2 separate regions of the Gasterosteus aculeatus genome follow, and region 1 is linked to region 2. A link is a contact called in public Hi-C data. All regions are on one chromosome and are shown on one strand. The core of a region is the stretch at or near the end of the contact, and the rest is flanking DNA. Distances in the headings are between cores, read along the strand shown.

Region 1 (2,700 bases), core at 187-2,686, 48 kb after region 2:
GTTTCTTTTTAATTTGTCTGGGCATACGCAGCTGTATTTGCATTTCAAATACTCTATTTGAAGAGGGTGGTTTAAATGCCAGGACGCGATTTGATGACAATCACCCCGACTCGAAGACGTCTCTCCTCGCCGCTGACATTAAAACTTAAAACCAAACGCCGCAATGCAAACACAATACAAATATATATTTATTTACTTCTTCTAACCACCTTTTTTATCCCTCCATCTCATTGTGTTAGTATCACTTTATATTTGAATATCAGTTCCTACATTCGCATGTTCAACAGTGTGCGAGCTAACTAAAATTACAGAATAATCAGAATGAGGAGAAATTGATTCAGAACAGTGCATACACACACACTTCTATATACACCCCCCCCCCTTTCGCTTCCTTTTCATCATTTTTCCATATTCATTTCTGTAATTTACAGTAAATCCAATAGCCGTCAGTCACACGCGCATACAAACACAAAAAAGGAAAAAAAATACAACGTTCATTGGGAAACAGCTGCTCCAACATTTACAGCAAAGACCACTCTAAAATATTAAAGACGTGTCATCACCGACGCTCGACCCTGCATCTGTAACCATCTGCTTTCAATTAAAACATTACACCCAAAAAAAAGCACATCAGCTCACTGATGCTATTTCCGTCCTTTTTTTCTTCTTCCCCTCTTACAGATCTGCTCAATCTGTATCAGCACATACAAAGTATGAGTCCTGCTGACTGGAAACATCCAAAAAAACACCAGTTTCTCAGAATGTGGTGCTTTTGTACAACCTCTGCTGTCGAGCAGATGACATTAAAGGGACAGTTCAGGTGTTTTGAAGGGGTGTTGTGTCAGGTTGTTATCCACAGTCAGTGTATCATAGCAGATCTGTAATTAGGACATTTTCCAACGGGGAAACTTATCTATACCGTTTCTGTTAATAACTTCTGGTGGCTTTAAAGAGAGCGTGCATGACTTTTAGTTCAGTGCACTATGTGAAAGGACCTTCTGAAAATATTGAACTTTTGATTTTCACACCTTAAAACTAGATATATGATATAAGATATACGTTTAGGACAGTGGTGTCTTAAGTGCAGAAACATCCTCTGGGCCCCATCAATAGTTAGTTAGCATGTTTAGAGGGCTTTTTAATCGATACATATTCTATCAATTGTACTTGGTTATTACCACCGGGAGGTGACGACCCCCTCATCCCCTCCCCACCCCAGTGCTTATTTATTTCATTGCATTGCTGGTAGGGTCCGCGAGTGTCCCCGAGACACACGGAGCCCTGGCTGTTGACACAACTGAAAGTGTCAACTGAATGTCAAAAATACAGCCCTCCCCACCCCGATGTCCTCGGGTTACTCATGGGTGTGGAGGCGTACAATGACTCACACTGTTTGGGGCGATGACATCTGTCCTGTTAGAACAGATAGTGAGAGAGAGAGAGAGAGAGAGAGAGAGCATGGGCCTCTGAAAGCAGTGCCGGCGACTATTATGTTCCGACCGGACGGGGAGCGATGGGGCCCAGTCAAAGGTAAACAATTACAACACGGTGACTCACTTCTTTTTGGAGCGTGGCTAAAGGAACATCATCCCTCCCCCTTAATAGGTCATTTCCTTTTGTCTCCCGAGGATCACATCACATGTTGCCTGCGACGGGGTGGTCTGGCCCAAGAAGAAGAACGAGAGAGAGAGAGAGAGGGAGAGAGAGAGAAATGTACGGATTGAAACTTGGCTGGAAAACTTCCTTGAGAACCATTCTGTTCAAAATGAAACAAGCGCCTGTTTGTGAGGAATGCTTCAACAGATTCGGAGGGACATTTCCCAGTTTCTGCCTTTTTTTCATTTCCTTTTTTTCAGAGATGTATTTCATGCTCTCTGTCATTCTGTCTGCACAAAACTAGTTGTCCATTTTTGGGCTGTCATCTCCCTCTTGTTTTTCATATTTTTTTTACATTTGCAGGCACTTCTCCTTCTGGTTTAATCCACTAGCGCCCCACCTCTCTGCGTCTCCCTCCATCACTCTCCCTCGTGATGTCACCATCTCGGCGTGAATCATTAGGATATCAGTGTTCAGCCGTTGACAGAAAGCGCATGATTAACAAGCTTTCTTGTTTTTCCTCTCATCTTTATCCTCCTCCCATTTTTCTGAAACGAGGACTCCCGCTGCTCCCAACGACATTTCTCCTCGTTGCACCCCCTACCCCCTCCTCATCATCGTTTCTTCCTTTCTCCTCTCCCCCTGTCGTGGATGGCGGGGAGTCACAGGTGTGTGACAATAATTACACTTAGAAAAAAATAACGTTGTTTCCTCCATTTAACAAGTTTGCCGTAAAATAGGCAGCAAAATCCAGAGAGAGGCTGAGAGCTCAAATCTTATCGGAAACCCCAACCTCTAACTTAATCATATGGCTCTTAAGAGCAGCCCGCCACCAGCTGGGGCTCCGTAATATGCATGCAATATGTGTGTAAAACGATACGCTTTAATTTTGAGCCCACTTTAAGCAGCAACAAAATCTGTTTATATGGGAGACATTTAAAAAGAAGAGAGGGATAGAAGGAGGGATGGCGAGTAGAGGATTGGGTTAACTCTTGCTCTCCGGGCCTGACAAAAGCCATCTGTTGGGTGTCAGCTAGTATCACTGTACATGCTGTAATGTACAGAGAGTGGCGAACAAATGGGGATGTGGGAGTTTACTTACTA
Region 2 (2,700 bases), core at 69-2,568:
CCATTCCTTTTTATGTTTTTATAATTAAAACATAATATTTATCTTTCCGTAACAGAAGGCTGCCTTACTCCGTCAGGTAGACTGTTTGCATATTAATATTCTTAATACGTCAACAAGCTATCTTCTCCGGTGTCATTGCTAAAACGGAGCAAGAGGGGAGGAAGAGAAGGTGACTCACTCGAACACGGCTCCTGTGCTACACTTTCCGAAATGCCGGCGAAAGTCAACTTTATTGAACGTGCGGGAGAAGAAAAAAAAAATAAAAGGATAAATGAATTATCATCATCACAGTCGCAACTTGTGCTGTGAGTGTATGTTTACCCGGCCTCGACCTCGGGATGCACGTGTAAATGCATGGACTAAATGCTCATTTGTTCCTCCCTTCAGTCAAAATCACAAAGCTGAAAACAAAAAAGAAAAGTTTCTCTTCTTTTGATTGTTTTCATGTGTGTGCTTAACAGCGGGGTCTGAAGGACGGAAGGGAGGGCCAGGCTGAATGAGGGTGAATGCCAAGTTCTCTTTTCTCTGTCGGCTGACAGCTGCCCGATTCCGTCAATGTGGAATTCCTGTGAAATGAGGCAGGGCTCTCTAGGTCAGGGAATGCAAATGGACAACAGTGGACGGTCGGCGGCGTGGATGGGGAGGGGACGGGAGGGGGGGGTTGTTTGAACAAGTTAACTTGGCCGTGATTGGGGTTTCTCCTGTGTATGAAAGAGCAAGAGAATACATTGACCTTTGGCTCATTAAAAATAGAGGGGCAGACATGTGACACCATGAGCGAGGAATCTCTCACTTGCTGTTTTTTATTTATTTTGTCCCCCCATTCATCCTACCCACTATCTCCTCTAGTCTCTATCTCTTTCTCCCCTCGCTCTGTCATTCTCTCATTTGCCCCCCACCTTTCCCCGCTCCCCTCTCAATCTCCTCCTCTTAACCCCCATTGACAAGTCACATAAAAAGCCCTTTGTGTCAACATCACGGTGCTGACACAAGAGCAGAAAGCGACATGAAAAATACGCTGTTTTTCTTGCTTATAGCTACCTCAATTCCACACAAGAGTGGGAGAGGGAGAAGGGTGGAAAAGTGAGAGAGGAATTAAATCCAGGGATTAAGATCTCTGAGCTTTCTGGGGGGGGGGTCACTCTCTCCCCCTGCCACATTCCAATTGTTCTTAAAATATTTGGCAATGTCAATTAGTAAGTGAGCAGAGCTAGCTGATGAACACAATTTTCCAGGCGACTGAGCACCCTATTGTTGTGGAGCGAACAGCAGATTTCTGAGGTCATTATCATTCCCTGTTAGCCGTGCCCAGCTGCTCTCCTCTTGGCTCCAGCCAAACTCCCTCTCTTCCCCTCCTTCCCCCTCCTCGCCTGCACCACGTCCACCAGCTCGGAGCTGGTTGATATAGCAGGCAGAAAAGTGGGGCCTTCGGCGAAAGGAGGGATAGGAGGAGTTGGTTTGGGGTAAAAGAAGGAGAAGAGAGTGAGATGCCAGAGAGCAGGGGAATTCAGTGAAGGTAAATGAGTGAGGGGTATTTAAAAAAAACTAAAAATAAGGAGGGGGACCGGGGGCACAAGCGGTACAAAGGAGTGAGCGCGCTCGACGATTGAACACAAGGGGGAGCATGGGAAGAGTGAAAGAAGAAGGGAGGATGTAGATGATCTGATGTAGTGGTTTAGACATGCAGTCTGAGACATGGTCCGTTAGAGAGCGTCTTAGAACACGGTGTGCATCATCGACGGAGGAAAACGAGGGTCAAGCCTTCTGCTTAAATTTAGTGTTACATTCATCAAACCTACTTGCGGTTTACGGTACCACTTTATCTTGCTTTCAACTAGTCTTTTAGTACTTAGCTTACGTTTAGTAATGAAGTGATTCAAAACAGAGTGCAGAAGAAAATGTGCTGCAAAAGATGTAATCGCACAGAGAACTGTTCTTTTCTTTCATAATTGTCTAGAGTGACCTCAATTAGAAAACATCATACAACATCATACAATCTGTACTTAGAGCTATTTTCATTAAAGAGAAATGTGGCGCTAAATCCTTTTGCCGTGCATCACAGTGCAGTGCAAATTACACAAAAAAACACATTCCTGCTGTTACACCTTTAGTCAGAGAATTTCAAAGAGTGTCTTTCACAAAGCACAAAGCATCCACGTAGCTGAATATTTCTGTTTTGTTGTTGTTTTTGTTGTTGAAGAAATGATGAAAGATCCCTTCTACACAAAAAAAAGTAAATCAAAAATCTTTGACATTCTTTTTTGTGCTTGCCAGTCGTACATCTACATCTAGAAATATGCCTTTTCACCCACCTTTTCCCTTCTACAACATGGATACCCTCCTTCCACCCCCCCAATTCCAAACTATTAGTCAGCAGATATACACGTGAAGCCGAAAACGCGTTTCATCCACTCTCGTCAAATGTCAAAGGGAACAATTTAGTTTTAAATTCTAAATTAAAAGATGTTGCGTTGTTAAAATTCTGCAAACAAGTGAAACTAGTTGGACCTGTTAGAACTGATCCACCAGAAAATCCATTAGTTCCATCAGGGTTCATGACTCTTTAGCTTTCACCCTCACATTACTCTTACCCTCTTGCCCAACCTGTAGGAAGTTTGCATCAGTTTATGCTGCTTGGTTGTGGGTGTCTGGCTTTATCTAAGTGTGTGTGCGTGTGTGTGTGTGTATGTGTGAGAGAGA

The links. A called contact is a pair of places that touch in the nucleus more often than the background predicts.
Region 1: a Hi-C map of tail fin shows a contact between it and region 2, with 1.6 times the contacts expected there. The contact joins two enhancer-like sites. A contact is called at or near these places in 2 of 6 Hi-C or Micro-C datasets (skeletal muscle and tail fin).

What each region holds. Positions count from the first base shown.
Region 1 is chr12:2,336,380-2,339,079 of fGasAcu3.hap1.1, forward strand. The region is part of intron 7 of znf536 (zinc finger protein 536); the gene reads left to right. Among protein-coding and RNA genes, the nearest start is that of LOC144385317, 150 kb to the left of the region's middle. Within about 2 kb of position 1,437, at least 4 of the 9 cell types and tissues checked have open chromatin away from gene starts, as enhancers often do.
Region 2 is chr12:2,288,218-2,290,917 of fGasAcu3.hap1.1, forward strand. All of the region lies in intron 5 of znf536 (zinc finger protein 536), which reads left to right. Among protein-coding and RNA genes, the nearest start is that of LOC144385317, 100 kb to the left of the region's middle. Within about 2 kb of position 1,319, at least 3 of the 9 cell types and tissues checked have open chromatin away from gene starts, as enhancers often do.